Regions from separate parts of the Danio rerio genome. Here region 2 is linked to region 1. A link is a contact called in public Hi-C data. All regions are on one chromosome and are shown on one strand. The core of a region is the stretch at or near the end of the contact, and the rest is flanking DNA. Distances in the headings are between cores, read along the strand shown.

Region 1 (7,852 bases), core at 2,341-4,840:
TCTCTCTCTCTCTCTCTCTCTCTCTCTCTCTCTTCTGTTTGTATAGGGTCTTGCAGTCACATGCTGTCATGTGGCAAGTGTAGTGCCGAGTCACATGTTAGGTACTGTAACTTCTGATCCAGGTTCACATTTAACCTGCCATCTCAAACGCTGCTTTTATATCAGATTTGTGGATTTATTTGATTGTGTAAACAAACAAAAAGAAAATCCCCTGAGATGTGTGAATCAATACACACCATGTAAGCTCTATATACAAACCCATTTAAATAAAGTTTGAGCATTTAATTATATTATATTAAGAAAAGGCACGATATATAAGATTTTGTTCACACATTACAGTAATATTTCATTAGTTGAGCTAATTAATGTATTTAATTACATGAACTAAGTATAAGCAGGGGCAACATGGTGGCTCAGTGGTCACCTCACAGCAAGAAGGTCGCTGGTTCGAGTCCCCGCTGGGTCAGTTGGCATTTCTGTGTGGAGTTTGTATGTTATCCATGTGTTGATGTCCGGTTCTTTCAAACACATGCGCTACAGGTCAATCAAAGTTTCTGAAAGCAAAGAAGTTCAAGGGCCAAGGATTGGCCAGCCCAGTCACCAGATATGAACATTATTGAGTATGTCTGGGGTAAGATGAAGGAGGATGTATTGAAGATGAATCTAAACAATCTTGATGAACTTTGGGAGTCCTGCAAGAACACTTTCTTTGCCATTCCAGATGACTTCTAGTTATTTGAGTCATTGCAAAGATGTACAGAAATGCCAACTGGCCCAGCCAGGACTTGAACCAGCAACCTTTTTTTTTTTTCCTGTGAGGCGACAGTGCTAACCACTGAGCCACCGTGCTGCCCTGCTTGTGAAATATTTAAAAAATAAAAATTTACAAAAGGGCTAATAATTCTGGCTTCAACTGTATATGAAGTGTGATGCAGCCATCAAAATCAAAAATTGTTTATATTTAAAATCTATTTGCTCACTGAATTTTTAAAAAAATATATATATATATTTTTCAATTAAATAAATTGTAAAAGCAATGAACAAATCATTGTCTTTTTGTTGCATTTTAAGAAACGTCTCCAGATGTTCAGAAGTGGTGCTGTACATAATATTCATACACAAAAGAGTGCCAACTGCTTCACTTCATATCTGTGAATTAGGTCTTATAGTTTTTACACCTCTGTTACTTGCGATGTTTCTTGTGATCCCACATTAGAAAAGTGTAAAAACCGTCACAAGATGGACAGCTTCATTAGAGAGTCTCACATTTTTACCCACAATCAAACTGGTCGAAATCAGCAGGAGGTCTGCATTAAAGACTACATCTAAGCAGAGTAAGCGGTTTAACTCCAGATTAAAAACTCTGAATTAAACATAATGATAAAAACACAAACAGCAGCTACGTCTGTGAAGCTTTTAAATGAGCGAATTCAGAATTTTTACTAGCAAATTCTCAAATTGTGTGTTGTATTTTGGCTCGTTTTTTCTGAGTGGTACAGTACGGTACGGTTCAGGTCGGTACAGGTCACCTTTATCAGGCTTGCATTTCCACTACCAAGTATACCCTTTTGGAGGGCGTGGTGTACGACAGAAAGTTTAAGTCGAATAATTGTCTACAGTAAAGCTGTAGGGGTCGCTTACATATAATATGAGAAGCACTTCTCACAAAACAGATGCTTTATACACAAATAATTGTTTATAAATGTTTATTACTAACTTCTATGAACAGGATTTGATTACAACAGCAGATCAATGACAGTGCGAAATAGGCTTCTGTAACGTTTGCAATTACATTAAATAAATATATAAATGCAACATAAATTAAAACATACAGCCCCTTACAGTCTGCGATATATTATTAATTACAGAAAAACTACACACAGCAGACATTTAGTACTTATTTTAGTTCAAAAACACACACGATATAACCCACAGTCAGCGCAAACCTCTCTGTGTCTGTAATCTTCACCAGCAAATGTAATGTTAAGCTCTGTTTGAGAGTAATTTTGTCATTCCCAGTTCATAATAGTCCAAAAGGCAAAGATAAATATGGCAGTTTGTTCATGATTCATGCTAAAACAATTTTGATCTTGAGTTTTGTCGGGCTTCTCTTTTTTTTCGCGCTTCACTCTCGCGCTTGTCCTTTTCTTTCTGAATGGATCAGATGACGGAGACACTTCAATAATCACGCACACATTATTATCATCAGCTCAAGAAGTTCGTTATTTCAAATATAGACGCGATCGCGAGCTCCCGGAAGAAAGCGAATAAAGCAAATAAAGGCTCGTAAAGCAACAACAGGACATGGCAGATTTTTCTTCTTGGCTTTGTGTCTGTTTATCAAGACGACGACAAGGTTTGTTTGAGCTCGGGTCATCCATGGCTTGTTATTATATGCACATAGTATTTCCATGTAATCTCTCTGTTTACAATCTGTCTAGCTCCAAAAGCTCGTGATGTATCTCTGTAACCAATCAGCATTCGGCTGCGTGTGTTGCTCCACCTTTTGGTACCCTTTCTCGTTTTTGGTACCCTTTCGAAAGGGTGCCGAAAAAGTGGTACGGTTCGGTTTGGTTCGGTTTTTGACAGTGGAAACGGCCATGAAAGTGTACCAAACCGAACCGTACCGTACCACTCAGTGGAAATGGGCCATTTATGAATTCTGTTTTCATTTTACAAATTGCATTTTGCAAATGTGATTCGTGCTGTGCATGTATGAACTTTATTTTGTAAATTTTTTCATTTTTAGGACTGATCTAGCTCTATATTCTACCTGACGTCAACATAGAAAGACTTCAAACACAAAGCTAATAGTCAAACTATAACTAAAAATGATCAAAACAAACTTTGGCCACACTTTAATTTGATGGGTTCGTTTGTTAAGTTACATTGCATCTTCATGCCAGTAGACTGTTAGGTTGGGGTTAGAATTAGTGTAAGTCGACATGTAGTTTCTTATAGTCAGTTAAATGTCTGTTTAGCAGCAGTATCAATACTCAGTCTACTAATACTTAAATGGACCATCAAAATAAAGCGTTACCCAAACTTTTTTTTCAGTGGATTAACAAATTTTTTAAGTGTGCTGGCAAAATACACTGTACATTTCAATACACTTTAAAACATCCTCTTTTGTGTTCAACAGAAAAACGAACTAATGAAGTTTTAAAGGGGATCGCCACAGTGGAATGAACCACAACTCATCCAGCAAATGTGCAGCGGATGCCCTTTCAGCTGCAACCCAGTACTGGGAAACACCCATACACACACACTACGGCTTAGTTTATACGATTTAGCGCTTATTTGGACTGTGGAGTAAACCGGAGCACCCAGAGGAAACCGATGCCAACACAGGGAGAACATGCAAACTTCTTTTGTGATTAACAGTAGAAATAATCTAATAAGGAGAATAAATGATGCGTTAATTGAGATTTTGGAGTGAACAACCCCTTTAACATGTATTTGAGCGAATAAAACAGCATTAACATCAGATGTTATTTTTGTCTAGATGTACTGTACACAACTAGGTGACATTTACTTGTCCTTGTTTAGTGAGTTAGTCTCCCACCTGCTGGTCATTCTGAAAGATACAGATGGCGGATTTATATAACAGACACACACACACACACACACACACACACACACACACACACACACACACACACACACACCAAGAACACTTTCAGAGTTTTTCCTCCGGGTTACACTCCACAGTAAACGCTTTTAATGTACTATGTTATTGTATCACTGTCATTTTAACAGCACGAATATTCTCCCCAGATTTAAACATATACAGAGATAACCGCGTGTTGTAACTTCACGCTTGATTTATCATCACCGATGTATGACAGTTCTCCGATCGCATGTTAGAGATTATTCCTCATTGCTAATTAATGTTCAAAATGAAGAGGTAGGCAGACGGCAGACAGGGAGTAATTAAGCTTCATGTTAATGAGTTACAGCTCAGTAAGGTTTGAATAACATTAAGCATAAGACAGAAAGTGGAGGAGCTGTCAATGCCTTCACGCGTCCGCATGCTGATTATAGAGAACAGACCAATCAATATTCAGCTTCAAATTCAGCACACCGGAGGATTAAGATATTAATATCGCTATCATCAATATCAGATATGCGACGTCAACAACGGAGACAGCATCAAATCCGTTCTTAAGCTCGCAGACAGGAGAGAGATGTTATGTAAACACCCAAAGTGCATATTAAATAATCTCATGAATGTTATGCAATCTGTCAACTAAAGACTGCAGTGCGCGTGACACACACACACACACACACACACACACAAAATTAGCTAATGCATATTAAGGTGAAGAAAGATATTTTATAAAGAGATCTTTGTTCAAAGCAATCGAGTTTCTTGCTGTCATCGAGAAAAAAATTAAACATTTGCAATAATAAAAAAAATTGCAGTAGACTATAATATATTTCTCTATCATATTATTTGTGAGCATTTTAAATAATGTATTGGGTAAGACAGTTGCAGTTTTATTAGGTATAGATCAGTGGTCTCAAACTAAATTGCTGGAGGGCCGCAGCTCTGCAGAGTTTAGCTCCAACCACCTCAAACTCACACCTGCTTAATAGTCTCTAGTAGTTTTGAACACCAGGATTAGTTGATTAGGCTGGGTTTGATTAGGGTTGGAGCAAAACTGCAGAGCTGCGGCTCCCAGAATTACAGTTTGAGATGCTATGGATTGCTCAGTGTTGTTTCATATATCGTAAAATGTTTTCGGATACACATTGACACAATCAGGGGATATTTTAAACCCTCTTGTGTCTGCGTTTAGCGCAGTAGGAAGATGTTGCCAGCAGAGGGCAGCACAACCTAAAAGACATTGGCTGTCAAACTTGCTCTATAATCCACACCTACTATGAAAAATGGTGTCAATTATTTTAAAAGTATACATTTTATAATTACATTTATTGAATACAATTTCATTTCATTTAAAATCAATACATTTAATCCCATTTTAAATAACGGTGCACATACTTTAAAAATTTTGGAGTGTCTTCAAAGCTGAATTCTTATTAAAACACAATTTATAGTTTTCTTGATTAATATTAATAACAACAACAACAACAATAATAATAATATTAACAATAATAATAATAACAATAGTGATAATAACAACAACAATAATAATAATAACAATAGTGATAATAACAATAGTGATAATAACAAAGTGCCAGTAAAGACAATTTTATATAAAAAAAAAAAAAAAAAGATTTTATGCTTTACAATTTTTATTTTGTTCTATTTAATTATTATTATTATTATCCATTCATTTTCTTTTTGGCTTAGTCCCTTTATCAATCACGGGTCGCCACAGCAAAATGAATCGTCAACTATTCCAGTATATGTTTTATGCAGCGGATACCCTTCCAGCCGCAACCCTTCACTGTGAAACACTCTTTCACGCACATTCTTCAATTCACCCAGCACATGTCTTTGGACTGGGAGAAACCGGAGCACCCAGGGGAAACCCATCCGAACACGGGAGAACATCCAACTCACAGAAATGCCAACTGATCCGGTGACCTTTTTGCTGCGCTACCCACGGGACACTGTGATGCCACATTATTATTATTATTATTGTTATTATTATTATTATTATTATTATTATCATCAATTTATTAAAGACACATTAAATTGATCAGAACAGTTTGAAAGTAGGACATACCTGGCATAGTTACATTTTGCAAAATACATTTAATTTAATTAAAATTTTAGTTTTAATTAAGCTTTAATGAGGACCTATTTTAAAATGTAATTTATTCCTGGAGTTCAAAGCTGAATTCTAATATATTGATACAGTTGTAGTCAGAATTATTACAATTTATTTAACTCATCTCTAATAACTGATTTATTTTTTATCTTTGCCATGATGACAGTAAATAATATTTTACTGGATATTTTTCAAGACACTTCTATACAGCTTAAAGTGACATTTAAAGGCTTAACTAGGTTAATTAGCTTAACTAGGCAGGTTAGGGTAATTAGACAAGTTAGTGTATAACGATGGTTTGTTCTGTAGAAAAATATATTGCTTAAAAGGGCTAATAATTTTGACCTTAAAATGGTTTTTAAAAAATTTAAAAACTGCTTTTATTCTAGCCAAAATAAAACAAATAAAACTTTCTCCAGAAGAAAAAAACATTATCAGACATACTGTGAAAATGTCCTTGCTCTGTTAAACATCATTTGGGAAATATGAAAAAAGCAAATAATTTTGACTTCAACTATATACTGTTTCTACTATATAATATATATTACTAACCTTAAGAACACAAAATTGATCAAAAATGTCTGTTAAGACATTAATAAGAACCATTTTATATACTTAAAAAGGTCATTTTATGTAATGTTATTTTATACTGCATGTTCATCAAAAATAAAATACAGAATTTTATTATGGTTTCCACAAATATTTTACCTCAGAATTTTATATTCTGATATTAATACCATATATTATTAACTGATCACAATAAAACAGCAAAAATGTTTAAAAAGATCGTGTGATCAAATATCTTGACATACAAAGTAAATGAATATTACTTACCTTATATTTATTTTTATAACTAGTGATATTGATTCTGAACTTGTACATCTCTGCAGCACCAAATAAATAAAACACAATTTGTTGATTAGATCTGTATGTGACCCCATGACCAATAAGAATTTGATCAAACTTTATTTTAAGGTACAATTCTCCCTATTATTAAACCTTTAAGTATGACTTTGCCTCAATAAACTAATAGTTAATAATGTAAGTTAGGTTTAAGCATTGATTATCAATGCAGAACTGCCAACTTTATAATAAACAACCAATATCTTTAGAACAGCCATTTAATAAGCCACTAGTTATTTGTTAGAATTTTTAATGTCTTACCGATTTTTTCAATATATCTTAGTTTAGTCTAATCCTGACATTTTCCGAAATATAAGACTATAACACTTGTACAAAAGTCATAAAAATCTAAATTGCATTTACAACCATTGAGCATGACAGTCTGTCTGCTACATTGTATACAATGTACAAATTAATGTCTACGGGAATATTAAATACTTCTTACACCCCCCCCCCCCCCTGCTCCCTTACAATAACTGGATATTTATTATTTAATTAATGAAATAGGGCACATAAGAATTGAGTAAAATCCTCAACCTCATAATCTGTGATCCAGTTAACCTTGGATAAATGTGACAGCAGAGATCAAACCACAAATGAAAAATGTTCATCAACACTTTCTTGGCAATTAAATTGTCCGCAGAAGCAGATTTAAAAGGCTGCTGCATTTCAATGGCTCCATTAACATATGTGAAATACAAGAGGAGGAGGAGGAATACAAATGAGCTTTAAGAAGAAAAACATGTGTTGCAGTTAAAGCAGTTTGAGCAGCCGTCTGTCACAGAATCCAGTACAGATGCTAACAATAAATGAACACCTTTAGGATATTAGGTTATGGCAATTATGTTCGTAAAGTGCACTGTTAACAAAATTTTTGTGAATTATGTTATCATAAAGTTGCATTGTGTAAAATGACAGTGTACACGTCTTCTGATGGCTACTTCCAGCAGGATAATGCACCATGTCATAAAGCGTTAATCATCTCAGACTGGTTTCTTGAACATGACAATGAGTTCACTGTACTCAAATGGTCTCCACAGTCACCAGCTCTCAATCCAAAGCACCTTTGCGATATGGTTGAACGGGAGATTCGCATCATGGATGTGCAGTCGCCAAATCTGCAGCAACTGCATGATGCTATCATGTCAATATGGACCAAAATCTCTGAGGAATATTTCCAGTACCTTGTTGAATCTTTGCCGCAGAGG
Region 2 (7,852 bases), core at 3,819-6,318, 74 kb before region 1:
AGACAAAAGTCTTGTCACTAAACAGAAACAATGTCCAGTATAGAATGTCATGCTGCAATGGAGAAAGAATGAATACTGTGTTTGACTCCCATGAGCTTGGAGGACTGCATCCATACATCTCTACAATGACTCAAATCACTTATTAATAAAGTCATTTGGAATGCCAAAGAAATAATTTTTGCGTTCATCAAGATTCTTTGGATTCATCTTCAATGCCTCCTCCATCTTATTCTTACCCCAGGCATGCTCAATGTTCATGTCTGGTAACCACAAAATTATCAATGTGAGCTGACAAAATCATCCGGTTAGTTTTGATTTCTTGTACATTAATAATGTTTGGTGAATCCAGCCCCAGCACTACTAAGCCCTGACTGTTGTGTAAAAGGCAGTACAGGTTATACAGAGTATTTCTCTGACCTTTTGCACCACGTTCTCCTTCTGCATTTGGCTCTGTCTGAGTTTCTTCAGGAGCACCAGCTTGGCCTCCTCCAGCCGGAGCTCCTCTCGGAGAGCTTTGATCATCTGCTGCCGCTCCTCGCCGGTTTTCCCCTGCAGAACAAACACACAGAGGTTCATCTAACACATTTAAAAACTTAAGGGTGATTAAACAACTGAGAAAATAGATTCCTCCATGGGACACTGTACCTTAAACATCTCTAGGTTGGCCTGGTGCTGTTTCTCCTCAGGATGAGGTGTGCTTCGTGGGCTGGACGCCTCGTTGTCTGATAAAATGATGACGTCTGGTGACGGAGTGCGTCGCTCTCTGACCATTTCGCTGTGAAATTCAAAATCAGAGTGAGCTTTTTTTTAAATAAAGGTTAGTTAACAACTTTTGACTCCAAAATTAAATATTCCGTCTTTTGTTTATTCACTCTTTACTCAATCAAAACCTATTGGATTTTCTTTTTTCCGTTAAACACAAAAGAAGATATTTTGAAGAATGCTGGTAGCTGGCATCCATTGACTTCTATAGTAACCAAGATTCTTCAAAATATTGTCCTTTGCGTACAACAGAGGAAAGGTTTAAAGGTTTAAAAATGATGAGGCATGTTTCATTATAGGTTGAACTATCCCTTTTATTTATTTTCTGATATTTGACTTAAATAAAAAAAAAGTTCTGAAATGTGCTGCAACTTTCAAACTTTCAAAATGACTTGAATCAGTGTTAACATCGAGCAAACAAAACAAGCAAGGTATATTTGAGTAGTTCTATAGTGCATTTCACATTCCTTTAGTTTCAGTTTCACTTTAAGTTGTTACACTCTGATAATTATAATAGATGCTTTATATAGTGTTTCAAGTCAAGTCAAACTTTATAGAGCACTTTAAATACACAGAAGTGAGCCAAAGTGCTGTACTGAAAATATACAACAAAATGAGCATAATAGTCTATAAAATACATGATAAAATAAAGCTTAACTACCAAAGTAGGGACAAAAATTAAAATAACCAGTTTTTAAGATCAGGTGTCAGATGCTAACAAAAACAAATGAGTTTTAAGAGCTGATTTAAATGAGAACACTGAAGAGGCATGTCTAATTCCAAAGTCTAGGACCCGCCACAGCGAAAGCACGATCCCTACTAAGCTTACGCTTTGTTTTTGGAACAATCAGAAGCAGCTGATCAGCTGACCTGAGAGAACGAGTAGGTTTATAGAGGTGTATCAGCTCAGAGATATAAGGTGGGGCAAGACCATTTAGAAACTTTAAAACAAATAAAAGATTCTTAAACTGGGGAAATGTGGTTACATTTGAGAGTAGCGGTTAACAGGCGTGATGCAGCATTTTGCCCCATTTGCAAAACGGGCAATAGTTGACCTGTTACTCCCCACATACAGTGCATTACAGTAATCTAACAGAGTGGTCATAAAAGCATTTATCACAGTCTCAAACAGTTGTTTTAGTATATATTTCTTTATTTTTGCTAATTGTCTTAGTTGAAAAAAAGCTAATACAGCTCTTATCTGATTGTCAAATATAAGATCAAATTTCACTCCTAAATTTGTGACTGCAGGCTGTGGTAACAAATCAAAACTGAATAGAGGAGTCCCAACGGTACCTTCAAAAACCATTACTTCAGTATGTTTTAGTGTTTGGCACCATCATTTCTGCTTAGTTCATTCACTTTTTAGTTTTGACTAATGATAAAGTCTAAGTGAACCAGAAGTCGCTGCAACTTTTAATGAATGCAATAATAATGTCTGTCTTTGCTTTACACTAGTCAATAGAGGGAATGAGGGAAAGTGAAATAAAACTAAACGTCTATAAACATATGTTTTGAATTTTAATGATATTTTATGATCACTTCTAAATGTACACGGCAAAACAATTGTTTTCTTTGTCAATTTTCAAGTGTAATGATCTAAACATTCTTAAGTCAAGAAGCATTTTTAGTAGTGTTGTCACACTAGCGTTTTAAAGCCGTGAAGATCAGTCGATTCATCAGCTGATCACTCGTATGTTAGCTTATAAACAGACCAGCTGATCTTTGTGGCTTTTAAATACTCTAGTGTACCTGTACCTGTAGTTACAGTAAACACTGGTGAGTTCGGTGAACTTTTGGCCAATCACAGTCAATTCTGTTGAGCACGTGAACACAATGGCAAATCAGCGGTTTAAGACCACTCAACAGCACTCAAATGTTAGCAGGAAATGGACGTTTCAGTACTGATTGATATCGAATTCCAGCATCGTGACAACCCTATTTTCTAGACAAGAAAATAATATTGTTTTGTTTTCAGAAATATTAAGTCAAAATTAAGTCAGTTTTTAACTTAAAACAAGCAAATCTGGCAGTGGGGTGAGAAAAAGAACCTTGTTTTTTAATTGAATTCAGTTCATTTTGTTCAGACTAGAGGTGTCCAAAGCAGGGCTTACAGGCCAAAGTTGGCCCACGGTAACCTTTGGTTTGGCCCACCAATATATCTAAAAAGAGAGGGAGAATGATAGAGAGTTGATAAGGGGCAAATGCCTTTGGCAGAGATCGTCATTTCCAATTAAACTTAACTTTTTGTTTCTTTGCTTATTTGAGGAGCAACTAAAATTAAATGCTGTAAATGAATCAGACTTAAAATGTAAATACTGCAACATGACAGATAGAGAACAATGCACAAAACATCAGCGAGCAAATCAACGCGAAGACAGGAGCAGCTTGACTAGTGTATTCAGCATTGCTCTCTATTTTGTTATGAATGGGATTAAAGCTGCACGATTCAGGCTAAAATGAGAATCACGATTTTATTGCTTTAAATAAAGATCACGATTTTCTCCTGATTCTATAGATGGAAAATAAAGACTAATATGAGTAGGATATTATTATTGTTATTCCTCAAACATATGATAAAACAATAGTAATATTATTATGTGTAGGTCTAATGTTGGTTACAATGCTAAATTCTTTAATGACTTGGAATGGTGGACTTGAGCAGACTTTGAATATGTCCTGGTCATTAATGCACAGTAAAGTGATGACATCAGAATACAACTATTCATAATTCTGATATTAAATTACAATGTTTGAGGCATATGCTTGTCATTTGTCATTGACAACATAATTAGATAATTTTTTCTGCTGGTAAAAATCAGACATTTGTCATTATCAGATTCCCTCTTGTGTTATATTATATTATTATATAGCCTACAGCAGCTAAACTGACAGTGTTAAACATTTATTCTCATGCACAACACTCTGTGTTCACTATGAAAGAAAAAAACATAGTAAATGCTTGTCGCAATCATAACTCTAAAATGTGATATAATTATTTAAATGATGTTCGCACTTTCGGTTTCATTTTCACTGCTAAATGCTGTTCATACATCCCGCGCGGCTCCCAATAAATCACTCTGTGCAACAAACGAAACTTATTTACAACTTTATTACCTGTTATTCACAGCCTACGCAGGTTCTGTTTACTAAAGTAGAAACACGCTTGTCTATAATTAAGTAAAGTCCGCACCCACCCTCTCTGTGGTAACAGCTCACAGTCAGCAGCTCACGTCACGTGTGATTTCGTGGCCATGCATACATCATTACATGAAGACAGAAATGAAAATTTTGGGGGAATAATACCTTATAAATACAGTATGTGACTTTCAACACCATTTGGAGGTGTCCATGTCACTGAGCAACGTATATAAAACAACCTGAAGATCTATGCGACCGCCTTTATGCTTCTCTCCTGAACATGAAAATATGATTGGCAGAATCGTAGAAATGCTGGGTCGAATCGCAATTGCAATCTTTTTTCGATTAATCGTGCAGCACTAAATGGGATTATGTTTTTACTATAATAAGCTCATTAGAAAAGGTTAAAAATGACACTGCATCATTAATTAATATGTTTTAAAGCAATGTTTTCTAGTTATTTTTAAATATTAGCAAATAAATTAGGAAATTACCCATGGCAAATTTAACGTAACACGGTTTGTGTATATTCAACTTCGGCCCACAGCCCTCATTAAAGTAAGGCTTTTGGCCCCAGTGGCAGATTACTTTGCTTGTTTTAGGTAAAAACTAATTTAATTTCGACTTTGGCTTGTTTCTTGTTTTAAATTAAGAAGAATGCTAAGTAAGAAAAGCATTTTTGCAGTGTAATAACAAAATGCGACTTGTACAACAATGCAACCTTCCAGTGTTGACCTGGCTCATAGTCAAGTGTGACTTATTTCCTGAAAAACACAGCACAAAAATACACAGCACTTGTCCCGAAAGCTCACCTCCTTCTGGCACTCATGTCAACTGGCTCATCCACTATGTTTTCCTTCCCGTTCTTACTGGGACCTCCGTGGCCCCCGACTCTCAAACTTCCATTCATCTTCTCCTCGTAGGCCACAGCTCCCATCAGCCCCTGGCTTCCACAGGGCCCTTTGCCCTCTGCCATGGCTGCCGCAACAGCCGCCCCCTCCAAAGCGGCCAGATCCTTACGTTTGAGGAGGGCGAGCATCTTCAGCCTCTCCATGGCCTCGTGACCGTCCATCTTAAGGCGCTTGGCCTCCTCCCGCTCATCCGGCGCCTCCAGACCCCGCTTCAGCAGGTTCAGCCTCAACGCCTCCTCAGACATCCGCTCCATCCTGTTTGAAAAAAACACACACCAGTTCAGCTTTAATCATTCAAAGTAGTGAGGCAGGTGCAAAGTTTATTATAATCATCGATTTCTATGGTGCCACAAACGTAAATATTGGGCTGTGAACAATGTGAAGCATTCATTGTTTTCTAAAGTGTCCACCTTCACTGACTTTCCCACATTCGAGAGAGTTACGGTGTGGAGAAGCCCCAAAGAAGCATACCACCCTGACTGTTGCATACCCAGAGTGAAGCATGGGGGTGGATCAGTGATGGTTTAGGCTGCAATATCATGGCATTCCCAAGGCCCGATACTTGTGCTAGATGGCCAGGTCACTGCACAAGGACTACCGAACCATTCTGCAGCACCATGTACACCCAATGATTCAAACACTGTATCCAGAAGGCAGTGCCGTGTATTAGAATAATAATACACCAATACACACAGCAAGACATGCAACAGAGTGGTTTGATGAACATAAAAAATGAAGTTAAACATCTCTCACAGTCACCCGATCACTATATTATTGAATCACTAAGGAGTGTTTTGGGGAAGAGAGTCAGGAAACATTTTCCTCCATCTGCATCACAAGACCTGGCCGCTATTCCAGAAGAAGAATAGCTCAAAATCCCTCTGGCCACAGTGCAGGACTTGTATATCAATCATTCCCAAAACAAACTGATGCTGTATTGGATGCAAAAGGAGGCTTACGCCATACTAATGAATAATTGTGTTCTAAAATCAGGTTCATTGTCCAACCCCTGTATGTCAGGTTGGATTTTTATGTCTTGGACAAATAATAAAAAAATAAATAAAAAATAAATAAATAAATATATATATATATATATATATATATATATATATATATATATATATATATATATATATATATATATATATATATATATATATTTATATATATATATATATATATATTTATATCAATATATATATATATATATATTTATATCAATATATATATATATATATATATATATATATATATATATATATATATATATACATATATATATATATATATATATATATATATTGATATAAATATATATATATATATATAAATATATATATATATATATATATATATATATATATATATATATATATATATATAATTATTATTATTATTATTATTATTTATTTATTTTTATTATTTGTTCAAGACATAAAAATAATATATATTTTATAAATATATATATTATAAATTTTTTTTTCTTTTTCGAAATAGCAGTTGAAAGTTAATTTTATTGGCTTGACTATCCAGCTAGGAAAAATTTTTGGCAAAACTGATTATACATGAGTTTAAACCAATGGGTTTCCAACAACAGGGTCATTTAACTTCAAAGTACCAGGTCACGAAAGAGTTTCTACCGGGCCTCAAGAATGCAAAAGTACTCTATATAAGATCTCACTTTATTGTGAGGTACCCCTTTAAGAACCAATATCCAAATATCCATAACTGAAGCGGAACTGCACAGTGTGTCAACATATAGCACCATTGTGTTTCGGATGTCCCAAGTTCAAGTCCTGGTTCACGGACATTCTGATTCTATCCCCCTCTCCAACTTCACTCGCACTCTACATACTGTTATATTCCAATAATGGCAAACAACAACAACAACAACAACAACATCTCAGGCTGTTGTGTGTAGTAAACTACTATCTTTAATGCTTGAAGAAAAATGTAAAGAAATTGACGAGATCACTGAGATCAACTTTTAAAGAATGTATGTATTTTGTGTTGGCCACTCTTTGTATAACCCTGAGTTACTTTTTGGCACTCAGTCCTGTTTTCGTTAGAGCAGACTTTAGTAAAAAAGAAAGACAGAAGAAATGCCCGCATGTGTTTAGCGTTTTTCCTCATCGCAAACACAACAATAATCGGACGTTGGCTGAAGTCAGATGTATGGCAGAAGTAGTTCCTCATAAAAAAGGGTATTTGGACTCCATGTTTAATTTTCTTTGTTATATACATGATTATGCGGTCGAACTGTTGTATAAACACAATATCACACTCGTAGCAGTACGATATGGCTGTATATCGTCACTGGTGGGACACTAAGGCACTCGGCCTGTGGCCTCATGCCACCGGCACGCCTTCCACCAGTGCCAATATACAGTCATATCACTCTGCTACTCGTGTGATATTGCTCATATATATTAAAAAAAACACCATTTCCCTTTTGAAAATTTGAAACATGCCTATACTTAAAATATTTAATGTCCCCGTTTTCTGCTATTGACATTGACTACTGAAATTTTGGTATCATAACAGCCGTAATCTGTAGGAATCAGTACAAATTCCCCTGCTTGAGACCAATGCAAATCACTTAATTATTCTTTTACAGCGAAAGAGAGAGGGAGTGAGAGTGAGAGAGAGAGATCTACTATGACTCCTCACACGCCCACAGACTTAACAGAGCCATTAGTCTGCCTCGTGCTGAGGCTGTGGACTTCAGTGCTCGAGAACCAAGGCCTCTCCAGGCTTAATTGATAAATTACATGATCATTACATACAAATCAGTGTAACTTTCATGGTTTGACTGAGGAAATTTGCTTGGGCTGCTAGTAGAGAGGGTCTCCCTACCTCACATTAGGCGCTTATTACGACAAGAGTCAATTCGGAGTTCAGACGCACAGCTGAGCGGAGCTTCCCAAAACTCCCGCTGTCAACGTCACTGAGAGGGGACCCACTTTCCCCACTTGTGGGATCATATTTCTGCCACCAGATTACTGCGATTGAAGATTCAAGTCTTAAAAAACATCTCT

What was found. A called contact is a pair of places that touch in the nucleus more often than the background predicts.
Region 2: a contact with region 1 is called in a Hi-C map of embryo, with 2.7 times the contacts expected there. The contact joins the promoter of gatad2b here to the enhancer-like site in region 1. A contact is called at or near these places in 7 of 18 Hi-C or Micro-C datasets (caudal fin, embryo, hematopoietic stem cells and 2 more) and 3 of 4 datasets of contacts at active chromatin or transcription factors (caudal fin, embryo and gastrula embryo).

Annotation. Positions count from the first base shown.
Region 1 is chr19:44,420,254-44,428,105 of GRCz12tu, reverse strand. It overlaps a transcript of trioa not described here. Among named protein-coding and RNA genes, the nearest start is that of gnrhr1, 15 kb to the right of the region's middle. Within about 2 kb of position 3,590, at least 9 of the 62 cell types and tissues checked have an H3K27ac peak or open chromatin away from gene starts, as enhancers often do. A contact at or near this core is called in caudal fin, where this site is marked.
Region 2 is chr19:44,495,233-44,503,084 of GRCz12tu, reverse strand. It overlaps gatad2b (GATA zinc finger domain containing 2B), which reads right to left and starts at 5,068. Exons shown (of 10, transcript NM_001044975.1): 1 at 4,716-5,068; 2 at 646-775; 3 at 418-549. The coding sequence starts at 5,068. It also overlaps a transcript of trioa not described here.